Regions from separate parts of the Mus musculus genome. Here all the other regions are linked to region 3. Evidence: chromatin contacts called from public promoter capture Hi-C and targeted proximity ligation data. All regions are on one chromosome and are shown on one strand. The core of a region is the stretch at or near the end of the contact, and the rest is flanking DNA. Distances in the headings are between cores, read along the strand shown.

Evidence for each region. Capture Hi-C pulls out chosen DNA fragments and counts their contacts.
Region 1: a promoter capture Hi-C map of adipose tissue shows a contact between it and region 3. A contact is called at or near these places in 14 of 39 promoter capture datasets (the 3T3-L1 cell line, the C10 cell line, cranial neural crest and 9 more), 2 of 484 Hi-C or Micro-C datasets (B cells and CD4 T cells), 6 of 130 datasets of targeted methods (the NIH/3T3 cell line, the SCID.adh cell line, bone marrow-derived macrophages and 3 more) and 4 of 9 other capture datasets (adipose tissue, liver, macrophages and 1 more).
Region 2: a promoter capture Hi-C map of liver shows a contact between it and region 3. A contact is called at or near these places in 6 of 39 promoter capture datasets (the 3T3-L1 cell line, the C10 cell line, the HPC-7 cell line and 3 more), 2 of 130 datasets of targeted methods (bone marrow-derived dendritic cells and memory CD8 T cells) and 2 of 9 other capture datasets (adipose tissue and liver).
Region 4: a contact with region 3 is called in a targeted proximity ligation map of microglia, with 6 times the contacts expected there. A contact is called at or near these places in 9 of 39 promoter capture datasets (the 3T3-L1 cell line, cranial neural crest, frontonasal cranial neural crest and 4 more), 1 of 484 Hi-C or Micro-C datasets (pre-megakaryocyte-erythroid progenitors), 5 of 130 datasets of targeted methods (the NIH/3T3 cell line, bone marrow-derived macrophages, memory CD8 T cells and 2 more) and 1 of 9 other capture datasets (adipose tissue).
Region 5: a targeted proximity ligation map of effector CD8 T cells shows a contact between it and region 3, with 10 read pairs. A contact is called at or near these places in 3 of 39 promoter capture datasets (the HPC-7 cell line, cranial neural crest and liver), 3 of 130 datasets of targeted methods (bone marrow-derived dendritic cells, effector CD8 T cells and memory CD8 T cells) and 2 of 9 other capture datasets (adipose tissue and liver).

Annotation. Positions count from the first base shown.
Region 1 is chr19:34,549,389-34,552,178 of GRCm38.p6, forward strand. It overlaps Ifit2 (interferon-induced protein with tetratricopeptide repeats 2), which reads left to right and starts at 1,306. Exons shown (of 3, transcript NM_008332.3): 1 at 1,306-1,634.
Region 2 is chr19:34,606,646-34,609,487 of GRCm38.p6, forward strand. It overlaps Ifit3b (interferon-induced protein with tetratricopeptide repeats 3B), which reads left to right and starts at 1,312. Exons shown (of 2, transcript NM_001005858.3): 1 at 1,312-1,353. The coding sequence starts at 1,349. It also overlaps a transcript of Ifit1bl1 not described here.
Region 3 is chr19:34,190,951-34,193,718 of GRCm38.p6, forward strand. Stambpl1 (STAM binding protein like 1) reads left to right here and starts at 1,279. Exons shown (of 11, transcript NM_029682.5): 1 at 1,279-1,681.
Region 4 is chr19:34,473,869-34,476,568 of GRCm38.p6, forward strand. Ch25h (cholesterol 25-hydroxylase) reads right to left here and starts at 1,280. Exons shown (of 1, transcript NM_009890.2): 1 at 1-1,280. The coding sequence starts at 1,258. The coding sequence ends at 362.
Region 5 is chr19:34,582,110-34,584,809 of GRCm38.p6, forward strand. It overlaps Ifit3 (interferon-induced protein with tetratricopeptide repeats 3), which reads left to right and starts at 1,420. Exons shown (of 2, transcript NM_010501.2): 1 at 1,420-1,495. The coding sequence starts at 1,491.

The sequences.
Region 1 (2,790 bases), core at 56-2,555, 360 kb after region 3:
GAATGGTTCTGTAGAGAGCCCAGCTTGTGGTTTCAGCCCAAGGAGCTGGTGGACTTCAAGAGTTGTGCACAGGACTGGATCTATGAGTGACAGGAAGGCCCCTGCTTTGCCACCTTCTGACCCCTGTTCCCACAGGCAGGGGACCAGCAACTCTAGATATTTCTGGATCTTCCTTTGGCCTTTAGGGATCCTCTGGGAGCTGTGACTCCCTGTGTAGTGTTAAGTACCACTATTAGATTAAAATGTCTCATCGCCTGTGAAGAGAAGGAGGAGGAGAGGGAGGGGGAGGGGGAGGGGGAGGGGGGGGGACTCAATTTAGAAGAGAAACTAAATTGACAAGACCGAAGTGTTTAACCACCAGGCAACAGGGAGGGGTATGATGGATCCTTAGAATGACAGTTCACTGCTAAAACTCTTCCTTTCCCCATCCCCTATCTCCTTTCAGTCCTAGGGACAGAAGCCAGTGTCATGGGCAAGAGCTCTGTCACTGAGCTACATCCTAGCCTTGGAACCTCACTTTCTTTTAAAGGACTTTGAATGTCATTATCTTTCATTCTATCCATCTATCTGGATCTATATCTATCTATCTATCTATCTATCTATCATCCATCCATCCATTTATCAAGGGTGCCACACGGAGGTCAGAGGACCACTTGCAGGAGTCGATTTTTACTTTCCCTGGGATTAAAATCCCATCCCAGCTCAGATCCTAGGGCTTAAAGTCAAGTGATATAAGCCCCTGAAGTCATCTCCCCTAAGCCAGTTGAGTCTCAATTTCAATTTAAATCCAGGAATTCAATTCAGGATCATGTCCCTCACTAAGATGGACTATTAGGAAACTGGAAATGAGTGAACCATCCTCTAAGAATCAACTAGGTATTATCTCTGCTGTCCAGAATATTACAGTCTGCGAATTAATCCGCTTCAGTTAGCAACATCAGTAAACATTAAAAATAGGAAAGGACAGAAAAGGATCCTGTCTGGTCTTGCATTGTGCAAGGAGAATTCTATGCTAGAGCTGGGCTGGAGCACCAAGACCCAGAGGCTGGAAAATTCATGGGAGCTTCCTGGAAGAATGGATAAAACCGTCTCTCTCCCAATTCCGGAAGTATTTCTGCTGCAAACTCTCAAATTTAGCATCTAGGGATAATAAAGCTAAAAGCGGCGGAGAAGGGCACCCTCTGGCGACAATAGCAGGACACAGTGGGAGGAAGCAGCGCTAAGATGGAGTACCACCCCAAAACAAAGCTCCCTGGGAGCTGTAGTCGAGCCAGGTTGCCTGGGTGAGTGCAGTTTCCCGCCCTTAGTGATGTGGGGACCCAGCGAGATGGAGCTCACTTTAGGAAACAGCGGGGAGTCCCCCAAAGGACTAAGGTATTCCAGCCACACCCGACTAACGCTGCAAATATGTAGGAAAGAGAGTGAAGCAAGATATTTTTAATGAGTAGCCCTGTCTAGTAGTAGATCCCTCAAAGCACCAAGTGTGGGTAGGGGTTACATCCGGCACCCGGCAGTCAGGAGTCATTGGCCACGCACCCTTCGCCAGCGTCCATTCTGCCGAAAAGCAAGTTCTGGCCTTCTGCAGTTAATGCTTTTTTACCCATCAGCAAGATGCACCAAGATGAGACTTAGAGGTAGGTGGTCGTCGCTCTTAAATGTGGGTGGACGCAACTTTTGTTTTCCTGGGCTGTCCACTAGGGGCGCGTGGTGGACTCTGGGTCCTAAGCTATATATCTAGTCACTCTTTTATCCAGAACCCACCCTCAGCTCACTCAAAGGCTTTCAAAAACAGCTTTTTTTTTTTTTTACTTCCGGTTGTTTATTTGAGAAGGAATGCACCAGAAATTACAGAAACCTTTTTAATGTCCCACAACCTCTCAACTCTGTAAGTCTATTAACATGTTATTGTGTAATGGTCTCTCCCCCTCCCCAACCTCCCTGTGTTCCTCAGGTTTGGTGTTTTAAAATGACAGCTGATGTAGGAATTCCTCTCTGTGGAGATAGAGTGGACACAATGAATTTCTTTCTTCCCCCCCCTCCCCCTCCCTCGCCCTCTCCCTGCCCCCCTTCTCTCTCTCTCTCTCTCTCTCTCTCTCTCTCTCTCTCTCTCTTCTTTCTTTCTTTCTTTCTTTCTTTCTTTCTTTCTTTCTTCCTTCCTTCCTTCCTTCCTTCCTTCCTTCCTTCCTTCTTTCTTTCTTTCTTTCTTTCTTTCTTTCTTTCTTTCTTTCTTTCTTCTTTCTAAAATATTTTCTGGATTTAAATGTTGGTAAAGGAAGAAGAGAGGTAAACGTTAGAAGTAGGGACTGGGAATCTCAAATTAGGGTGCAGTTCAGAGATGAAGAAGGCACAATGAGGTATTTGTGTCCTCATGAGGAAAGTATTTGGGAGTGCTGAAAGCAAGCAGTGTAAATAGCATCAGGACAGCAACTGCTCAGGAGGCCATGCGCCTGAATCACACTTATACTTCAGTAAAATGTTAACAAAGACTCCGAGACAACAGAAGGAAAAATTAGAACACGTTGGCACCCTGAGAAGTGTGCTATTCAAAAGAGTAAGGCAGTGGCTGAAAAGACCATGCAGGAGGAGATAGGACCATCAAGATACTCTGAGCATGAAAAATACACAGGGTCATAGAACAAGGGTTAACAAACTGCCACCCGGAGGCCAGCTTGCTATTTGCTTCTATAAATGAAGTTTTATTGGATCAGGTGCTCTCTTACGCTGCAACAGCAGACTGGACTAGTTGCTCACAAAGCCAGAGAAAATATTTATTATTTGGCCCTTAACAGG
Region 2 (2,842 bases), core at 62-2,561, 420 kb after region 3:
AGAGGCAGAAAGCAAGAAAATCAATTGATGTATCAGTCAATCAGTCAACCATAGCCCCCTATATTCTTCAAAGAGGGAACAACCTTGTGAGTGTGCCATTTGCCTGATTTAACAACTTCTGTTACTTAGAGATTTTCTGCAGTGCTAAAGCAACATCTCTTATATCAAGGCACAATGCCTAAGTGTCCAGCCCACCGTTTCCTATCCATCAGAGCAAAGAAGCAGAAGGATGCAGGCCCATCCTCCTTGGGCTTGTACATTAGCATTCCAAGTCCCACTAGACCAAAATCAGGCATTGTGCTCTGAACCACTAAAGAAAATGAGATCAATGAAAGTTGTATCCTTTCTGTGGCTTTGCTACCTGAGGCTTCCAAAGTTTAGGCTTAAGGCAAACACAGTGGGTCTAGCAGGTATGTGCTTACCTCTTATGCCATTAACAATCTCAAGTTGCTAAGTGAAAGAAGGACCCAGAATTCCACAGCTGACTAGGTTATCATGCTTAGCAAATGAGCAGTGAAAGCCACGCTTTAAAGAAATCATGAAGCTAAGCACCCAATCCATACCTAAGGATTGGTCCTCCATACCTCCTTCTACTCATGCATGACTTCATAACTCAAAGCAGAAGTCTTTCACTTAGTCACATATTTGTTCTCCCACCCAGGAAGCAGTGATGCACATGTTACCAATTCTATTCAGGGACTGGGTGTAAAGTAAATGATCACCACAGACCTCTAGGTGTGAAACAGCACAGCGAATCCCCCTGGTGTTTTGCTACTTGAATTCAGTGTAGCATAAAATGAAAACATTGGTTTGATTAGACTCTGGCAAAACTCCAGAGCTAGTCACATGGACATAGTCATTAAAGCTGGATTGAAACCTGTGTACCACAAGGGAACTCAGAGAAGGAAACACACTATCACTTCTTTCAAAATATTTTAGAATAGTTTCTTTCGTGTGGCCCCAGAAACCTCTGCAGAGTGCACTAGAGACTGTGGAAAACACTCTTTTCCTCCCAGAGGGACTGTCAGGCTGGAGGAAATGCCTCTCGACCCTCTGACACCAGAGGCAGAGTCCAGAGCTTATCCAATGCTGTGGCCAGGACATAGAAGGTCTCAGTGGTAAGTTTCACTTTCCTCTTCTGGTTGATTTTAAGTCTGTTTCAGTTTCTACTTTCCTCTTCCCTTTCACAAACACTGAGTCCTTAGAAGCAGCAGAGCACCAGCTGATTCATCCCCCCCCCCCCCCCGACTGCCCTCTTATATAATCCTCTGAGTCTCCACTTAGAGTGGACTGAGATTTCTCAGCCCACACCCAGCTTTTCCCAGCAGCACAGAAACAGATCACCATCATGAGGTCAGTGCAATCTCTGCTTCTCCAATTAAATGATAAACTGAGCTGATCACTGCACAGCAGAGTCTTAAGTTGTCTGCTTGCTTGTAGATTGAAATCACTTGCATGAGCATGGCTTTTTTTTTATTGGACCTTTTTCATTATTTCTCTGTGTAAATGTGCAAGACACTGCAGTTTCTAAAACTGCTCACTGGATGCCCCTGGAGAATATTGATAGACACGGGTAGGTCCACTGAAGCACAAAGTTTGACTCAAAGCTAGCACTAGAGGAGTCACTCTTTCTGGGATTTGTTGGTGTTTTATTAAAAGTGATCAAGACAATAGAAAGTTGTGTGTGTGTGTGTGTGTGTGTGTGTGTCTATCTGTCTGTCTGTCTGTCTGTCTGTTTGTCTGTCTGTGTTTCCATGTGTGTGAGTTTGTTGTGTTTTTCTGTATGTGTGTCTGTATGTGTGTGTCTCATTGTTTATGTGTATCTGTGTGTGTGTCTGCATGTGTGTTGCTGTGTGTTTGTATGCGATGTGTGTATGTGTCTCTGTGTTTGTGTGTCTGTGTGTGTGCTTTTTCAAAAGAACCAATCCTTCGCCAGTAGCTAGTGTAAGAGTTGGAAACAGTAGTGCAAGCTCACTTCATGTTTGTGAAAACTATGACCACTTCATGATTGAGGTTTTAAGAAATAGTTCTCACAGATGAGCAGGGCTTTTATTTAAATTGGGTTTTTTTTTAATTTTTCATATGCCACAAAATCTCAAAGGTTAAAGTTTTTTTTCTAGTATCTAAGGCTGCAGGACAAGCAAAAACACATTTCCCCTCAAATACAAACTCTGCTTAATTTGTAGCTATGAAAGCAGAACAATGGTTACCTAGAGATGGTAAGGGTAGAATATGAAGATACACACAGGAATTTCAGGGATGTCAGACATAACCTATAAGGAGTGTGGGTGGGCACATGGGCATAAACAATTGCTGAGACCCAGTGTACACAAATCATTAAAATAAGTGCATTGTATTGTAAGTAAAGAGTAATCATAGTATTTCTGATGTTTTTAAAGAGATTTATTTATTTTGTATATATGCATACACTTTGGGTGTCTGCAGACAAACCAGAAGAGAGCATCAGATCCCATTACAGATGGTTGTGAGCCACCATGTGGTTGCTGGGAATTGAACTCAGGACCTCTGGAAGAGCAACAAGTGCTCTTAACTGTTGAGCCATATCTCCAGAGAGTGAATTGTTTTTAACTGCAACTATAACTGCCATTAGAGGAGACTCAGAGAGAACTAAGAGGAAGGGCTAATGTTTCTGACAAATACATATCATGTAAGGATACAAGCCTTGTTGGCTGAGGGAAGGCTGATGTTATTAGCTACTGTGGAAGCTAAGAAAAAAGACAGTCTTCCCTACCCTCAACTCCACGGGTAACAAGGGTTAGCAAGGTTCAGGTTGGAAACACAGGGGATGACAATCATGCACCTCCAACTACATTAGCTTACT
Region 3 (2,768 bases), core at 29-2,528:
CTGGGTTCCCACCGAAGCTGGAAACCCCCAGCTCATCAACAGTGACAGTGTTCTTAAAATGTTGGCGAGTTGGTACTGCTCCCTCGAAGAAGCAGCTTTTGAGGTCTTCTTACTTAAGAGTTTCAATCACTGTGACAAAGCAGCAAGACAAAAATCAACTTAGGGAGGAAAGGGCTTATTTCACTACCACAGTGCAGTCCATTCTTGAAGGATGTCAAGGCAGAAACTCAAGCAGGATTAGAATCTGGAAGCAGGGCCTGATGTAGAAGCCATCGCGGGGAGTTGGGGGAGAAAGAGAAACCCCCCCTGGCCCCCTAGAGTGCTGCTTACTGACTTGCTCCCCTTGGCTTGCTCGGCTTTCTTACAGCACCTAGGATCACCTGTCGAGGAGTGGCACCACCCACAATGTGCTGGTACCCTCCCACACTAATTACTAATTAAGAAGACGCCCTACAGGCTTGCCTAAGGCCCCCCATATTGTGAAGGCATTTTCTCAAATCAGGTTCTCTCTTCTCAGATGGCTCTATCTTGTGTCAAGTTTCTATAAAACTTGCTAGCACGGATGTCAAATCAGAATGGATTCTTCCAGCTCCCTTCATCCTTTCTCCCCTTCCTCCACACTCTCCACGCTAACAGCATGCCTTCCACTACTACGCAGCTGATTTAAAACTCGCAGATAAATAATTTTACTTGTCTCTGTCTTACTCATGGAAAACATATAAGATGCAGCTTTTGTATACGGGACTGTAGTGAATATGAATCGTTGCGTGCACTGTGTCTGGCTCAGGTCTATGGCCATATTAAAGACACTGCATTATAATGGTGACACTATAGTAATGGTAAGGAGCTAACCGTTTGTATTTTCCTAGTTCAAGAAGGTGGGGAGAGGGGGAGTGTTTCACGGCGGCAGCGCTTAGTCACGGTTAAATCTCAAAATGGGATTCCTACATAAGCTGTAATCCTATAGCTAAACCATTACATTGGCAAATTCAGCTTCATGACAGCTTGCGTGCTCTGCAGTTTTTGGAGTCGCCCAGCCATTTTCCCAGCTTCTAGGCCAAGTTGATAATTCACTGGGCTGTCCAGGTGGTCCAACCTAGGGCAACGAGTATGCAGGTAGACCGGGGGTTAAATCACAAGCAGCCATTTCCATCTGGCCATAGGCCCTCCGCAGGGACCCGCCACCCCAGAGGTTTTTTTGCAGCACGTGGGAAGCTGTGGCTACAGAGGGGGCGGAGGCAGAGGCGGAGGCCGCACCCAGGGGCCGGGGAAGGGGGAGGGGGCGGACCATCGCTGTGACAATTTCATTCCCTACGTTGCTGCGGCAGAGATTCAGAGGCCATTGGCCTGTGCGTTGTTTTGCAAGGGAGCTGGGGCTGTCCCGCCAGACAGAAGAGAGAGTCCAAGCCACGGAAGGCATCAGAGCTCGACCGACCAAGAGCAAAGAGAACCCAGAGGCCCGGACTAGACCAGCCTGGGAGCGACTCACAGCCTGGTGCCACCGTCACCAAGCGCCGGTGCCTTGCGGAGCAGCCGCTGCCGCCCGGGCTGCAGAGGCCACACGGATGCCCGAGCCACGCGGCCCGCGCAGGGACAGTCGTCGCAGTCGTCATCCCACACAAGCTCCGGACGCGCACGACTGCTGGTGAGTGGCCCCACACGTGTGCCCGCTGGCCCCGAGGTGAGTGGTGATGACGAGTGGCTTCCTGTCGCCCTGCGGTCCCCGCCCCCACGCGCCCCTATCCCGCTCTAGGGTTAGCTTCTTCTCGCCCAGGAAGGCGGAGGCTGTGGTTCCTGGTCTCTTGGCCCTGGGGCGGTGACCTGGACCCGGCTGCGCGTGCTTTTCTGGTTCATACTTGGAATGCATCCTTGCAGATGATGTCAGGATTCCAAGAGCCCACCTCACTGGTTTTGCGTGGGGCTCCACGTCGGCTGCGCGGGATGTCAAGGAGGGAGGGGCGAGAAACTGGTAAAAGCACCTTCATACTAGAGGGTAAGGGGAGGAAAGGACTTTCTAGATGTTGCATTGATGCCCTTTAGCCTCGTGAGACATATTCTCTTACTGGAATAACTTGATTGCTCGCTGGAAGCCTCAAGGGAAATGCGCAAAAAGATGCAATGCTATTAAAACATAATTTTCCAGAACTCGTCGAAATAACTGCTGACAGTCTAGAGTCCGAAGTGCTGTGGTTAATTGAAATGTAAAAGAAAAAGAAAAAAAAAATGAAGGAGTAATTCAAGAAACAGAATCTAATTTAGAGGATTGGGGAAAAAAAAATCTCTAGGTTGTGTGAGGGGGAGGGGCCTGTCTGTCTTCCCGAAACGAGTGTTTGGTCACTAGTAAGCCCTAGTGAGCACGCTGCTTTCCAGACATCCTGCTAGCCACGAAAATTAAACGAAGTCTTGAGTTTCAAAAGTGTCTCCAGAAATAAGGTTAATCTGAGCTTCTGTCAAGGTCAATACCGACTCCTGAGAGCAGACAAAAATTAACACTTGAATGTTTGACTTCCGGTTTCAATTTGTAAGTAGTACTTGTTTCCAGACCCGTTTCCATGGGCAGTTTTTTTGTATTTCTGACAGACGCTAATTTGATTTTTATAAATGTACTCTGTAACTAGACTCTGCTGGGCATTGTTTAAGTCCACTGTAAATATGTGTTCATTTTAAACACATTAATGTCTGAGCAGTAGACTGATCGTGCTAGACCAGTGGTTCTCAACCTTCCTAATGCTGAGACACTTTAATGTGGTTCCTCATGTTATTGTGAC
Region 4 (2,700 bases), core at 30-2,529, 280 kb after region 3:
ATACTATAACCTTGGTCACTGCCCAGCAGGAACAAATTTGATTATTTAAAGAGTCAGAAATCAGGTCTTCTCTCAACATGTGAGGTTAGAGCCCAGTTCCAGTGCGATTTCATACATAGGAAAGTCTTGGTTCTAGAAACAAATCATTTCAGAGATCATAATGATTCAAATACACCACGCTGAATGTCTACCTTGTGTCCTGGAGTCAATGACACTGGGATAAGTTGAAATTTAACACCAAGACCACAATTAAATTCACATAGAAACATTATATAAATTACTTTGTCAGGCTGCAGAAACAACATTAGATTTTATAGCAGTGTGCATCACTTTAAAAGTTACAAACTTCTAATAAAGTAACTCAAGTCTGTTTCTTCTTCTGGATCAAGTGTACAGCGCATCGCTCTCTGGAGTTCACGCAGCGCTCACCGCAGGCGCAAAGGCTCTCTGGCAGGGGCGCGGACCGCAGAGTGCCCAGCATTTTGTCCCAGTGTGTGAAGTAAGGAGCAAAATTGCAGTTAAACTGAGAGTGATGCATGTCGTGGTGAGCCACGCCCCCGTACCAGCCAAAGGGCACAAGTCTGTGAGTGGACCACGGGAAGTCATAGCCCGAGTGGTCCTCCACCGACAGCCAGATGTTAATCACGTGAAAGGTAAAGATGGTGAGTGGGTGACACCGAAGCACCGCGACGTTCAGCACGTCGAAGAAGGTCAGCGAAAGCAGCTCCCAGAAGCTCATGTATTGGGTCGCCAGCGCGAAGGAGGACGAGTTCTGGTGATGCACCTTGTGGAAGGTGCGGTACAGCCAGGGCACCTTATGGTGCAGCAGGTGCCACGCGAAGATCTCGGTGTCGAAGAGCAGCAGGCAGATCAGGACGTGACTTAGGAGCTGGACGAGCTCAGGGGCCTCCTGGGGGAGGAGCGCCGGGCTGCGCACCCAGTGCAGCAGCGTCACCGGGAACACGAACACCAGGTGCTGGTAGAGTGTCAGCCCCAGGCAAGGCAGAAGCTGCTTTACGGAAGGCGAGAAGTCCGGGTGGATCTTGTAGCGTCGCAGGATGGGGACCCAGGGATACAGGACGTCCAGCACCACGAACGGTAGGCAGAAGCCCACGTAAGTGATGATAGAAAAGGTGACTGGGAAGATGGGTGAGCGCGTGAACGCCTCCCTTGTCCTTATGGTGTCCCAGAGGGGCTGCAGGAGCAGCTGGCTGGAACAGCCCAGGTCTTGGAGCTCCGAACCGTTGTAGCAGCCCATGCTGAGACTATGTCCCACAATTGTGGTCTCCCCAGCCCCGCCGACTTTTCTTAAGACTGTGGCCACTCCCCCCAGTGACGTCACCCTTCCGTCTCCTTCCCACCTCCCTTTCCCTGCTAAAGAATTTTGCTTAAATAACCCGAATTTTGTTCCTGTCTATGTCCTGGTTTATAGCTGCATCAAATCTCCCCTTCACGCAAGCAGCGGCCCTTAAAGCCCTTTCCCAGACGTAAAGAACTGTTTGCTTGCCTTTCAGCTGATGTACTAATGACACAGGAGAGAGCGATTCTGCCTTGGGACAGTTCACCCGCCATCACCGCTAAAAACTAATGAGTTCTTCGCTCTCAGAAGGCGCTGTTTCTCAACCAAAGCAGAATTCCCTGGGTTTTAAAATATCTGTTTTTGACTGTTTAAAGACTTATTCTACACCTTGGGGGACTCTGAGTGTGCGTACCTCACGCCACAGTGCTGGTACTGGGTCCGTTGCAGACAGGGATTGAGTCCTGTAGGAGAGGGAACCTGGCATCCTCCAAAAAAGAGCAGTCAGGCTCGCAGCCTTTTGGCGCGGACGACTCTCCCGCTCTGGTGCCCTTAAAGCCCGCGGTGTCAAGAGCAGAGATCAGATCCTGCAAGACAGCGGTCAAGAGGGCAGCACTGCCAGCCTTTGCTCTGGGTTGGAGAACGGAGGCTTAACACCCGTAAAGGCTCACTCGATTGGGCCAAACCGCAAAGGCCAGTGGAGAAGAAGATCTGAGCAATCTCATAGCCTCCCGGAACATGTCTCATCTCCCCTGCCATTTCCTTAGAGGTCCCTCAGGCTCCGACTTTTACCAACCCTCAGTTGTTCCCTACTCCTCAACTCCTGGATACCCTTTCAGACACTGGGACTGATCGTCCAGGGACTGAGCACAGGAGGTCAGTACTATATCCAAGGAGAGTGCCCTAGAGAGTGGAGCACAGAAATCAGCCCCGGGTAGCGGATACACGGCACAGAAGATCCCAGAGGAAAGCCAGGGGCCATTCTCCCAGGGTTTCCTTCTTGAATTTGTGTCTTTACAGCTGCTTTTCTCTGCTGGAAGCTAACATAGTCTTATACAAGCTTGTGTTTCTTGTGTTATTTTCCAAAGAAAACAGGGATTGTAGCTCTAGGAGCCTGCTGCCAGTCCCCCCTGGGGGGGGGGAGGGGGAGGGGATGGACTGTAACTTTTGCCTGCACAAGACTGTTACTTGTGATTCACACTCATCAAGAACTGGCTCCCACATTTGTCAGGAAGTACCCCATAACTGTGGCTTCACAGCTCTCTATCTAAGGCCTCAGCACATACCAAAGGAAATAAGGCACACAATCACTTTAACTTTGTATTTCACAGGTAACCACTAAGATATTTGGAATTAAATGCAAATAGTTAAGGTTTTTTTTAACATGAAGAAAAGATAAAAGG
Region 5 (2,700 bases), core at 170-2,669, 390 kb after region 3:
TGCTAGGCCCTGGCCTAGTCTCACAAGAGACAGCTATATCACGGTCCTTGCAACAAACGCTTGCTAGTGTATGCAATGGTGTCATCGTTTGGAGGCTGATTATGGGATGGATCCCTGGATATGGCAGTCTCTAGATGGTCCATCCTTTTGTCTCAGCTCCAAACGTTGTCTCTCTAACTCCTTCCATGGGTGTTTTATTTCCAATTCTAAGAAGGGGCAAAGTGTCCACACTTTGGTCTTCGTTCTTCTTCAGTTTCATGTGTGTTGCAAATTGTATCTTATATCTCAGGTATACTAAGTTTCTGGGCTAATATCCACTTATCAGTGAGTACATATTTCTATCCATTAGAGCAAAGAAGCAGAAGGATGCAGGCCCATCCTCCTTGGGCTTGTACATTAGCATTCCAAGTCCCACTAGACCAAAATCAGGCATTGTGCTCTGAACCACTGAAGGAAATGAGACCAATGAAAATTGTATCCTTTCTGTGGCTTTGCTACCTGAGGCTTCCAAAGTTTAGGCTTAAGGCAAACACAGTGGGTCTAGCAGGTATGTGCTTACCTCTTATGCCATTAACAATCTCAAGTTGCTAAGTGAAAGAAGGACCCAGAATTCCACAGCTGACTAGGTTCATGCCATGCTTAGCAAATGAGCAGTGAAAGCCACGCTTTAAGGAAATCATGAAGCTAAGCACCCAATCCATACCTAAGGATTGGTCCTCCATACCTCCTTCTACTCATGCATGACTTCATAACTCAAAGCAGAAGTCTTTCACTTAGTCACATATTTGTTCTCCCACCCAGGAAGCAGTGATGCACATGTTACCAATTCTATTCAGGGACTGGGTGTAAAGTAAATGATCACCACAGACCTCTAGGTGTGAAACAGCACAGCGAATCCCCCTGGTGTTTTGCTACTTGAATTCAATGTAGAATAAAATGAAAACATTGGTTTGATTAGACTCTGGCAAAACTCCAGAGCTAGTCACATGGACGTAGTCATTAAAAGCTGGATTGAAACCTGTGTACCACAAGGGAACTCAGAGAGGGAACTCACTATCACTTCTTTCAAAATATTTTAGAATAGTTTCTTTCGTGTGGCCCCAGAAACCTCTGCAGAGTGCACTAGAGACTGTGGAAAACACTCTTTTCCTCCCAGAGGGACTGTCAGGCTGGAGGAAATGCCTCGCCACCCTCTGACACCAGAGGCAGAGTCCAGAGCTTATCCAATGCTGTGGCCAGGACATAGAAGGTCTCAGTGGTAAGTTTCACTTTCCTCTTCTGGTTGATTTTAAGTCTGTTTCAGTTTCTACTTTCCTCTTCCCTTTCACAAACACTGAGTCCTTAGAAGCAGCAGAGCACCAGCTGATTCACCCCCCCCCCCACTGCCCCCTTATATAATCCTCTGAGTCTCCACTTAGAGTGGACTGAGATTTCTGAACTGCTCAGCCCACACCCAGCTTTTCCCAGCAGCACAGAAACAGATCACCATCATGAGGTCAGTGCAATCTCTGCTTCTCCAATTAAATGATAAACTGAGCTGATCACTGCACAGCAGAGTCTTAAGTTGTCTGCTTGCTTGTAGATTGAAATCACTTGCATGAGCATGGCTTTTTTTTATTGGACCTTTTTCATTATTTCTCTGTGTAAATGTGCAAGACACTGCAGTTTCTAAAACTGCTCACTGGATGCCCCTGGAGAATATTGATAGACACGGGTAGGTCCACTGAAGCACAAAGTTTGACTCAAAGCTAGCACTAGAGGAGTCACTCTTTCTGGGATTTTTTGGTGTTTTATTAAAAGTGATCAAGACAATAGAAAGTTGTGTGTGTGTGTGTGTGTGTGTGTGTGTGTGTGTGTGTGTGTGTGTGTCTATCTGTCTGTCTGTCTGTCTGTCTGTGTTTCCATGTGTGTGAGTTTGTTGTGTTTTTCTGTATGTGTGTCTGTATGTGTGTCTGTATGTGTGTGTCTCATTGTTTATGTGTATCTGTGTGTGTGTTTGCATGTGTGTTGCTATGTGTTTGTATGCGATGTATGTATGTGTCTCTATGTTTGTGTGTCTGTGTGTGTGCTTTTTCAAAGGAACCAATCCTTCGCCAGCAGCTAGTGTAAGAGTTGGAAACAGTACTGCAAGCTCAGTTCATGTTTGTGAAAACTATGACCACTTCATGATTGAGGTTTTAAGAAATAGTTCTCACAGATGAGCAGGGGTTTTATTTAAATTGGGTTTTTTTTTTTAATTTCTCATATGCCACAAAATCTCAAAGGTTAAAGTTTTTTTTCTAGTATCTAAGGCTGCAGGACAAGCAAAAACACATTTCCCCTTAAATTCAAACTCTGTTTAATTTGTAGCTATGAAAGCAGAACAATGGTTACCTAGAGATGGTAAGGGTAGAATATGAAGATACACACAGGAATCTCAGGGATGTCATACATAACCTATAAGGAGTGTGGGTGGGCACATGGGCATAAACAATTGCTGAGACCCAGTGTACACAAATCATTAAAATAAGTGCATTGTATTGTAAGTAAAGAGTAATCATAGTATTTCTGATGTTTTTAAAGAGATTTATTTATTTTGTATATATGCATACACTTTGGGTGTCTGCAGACAAACCAGAAGAGAGCATCAGATCCCATTACAGATGGTTGTGAGCCACCATGTGGTTGCTGGGAATTGAACTCAGGACCTCTGGAAGAGCA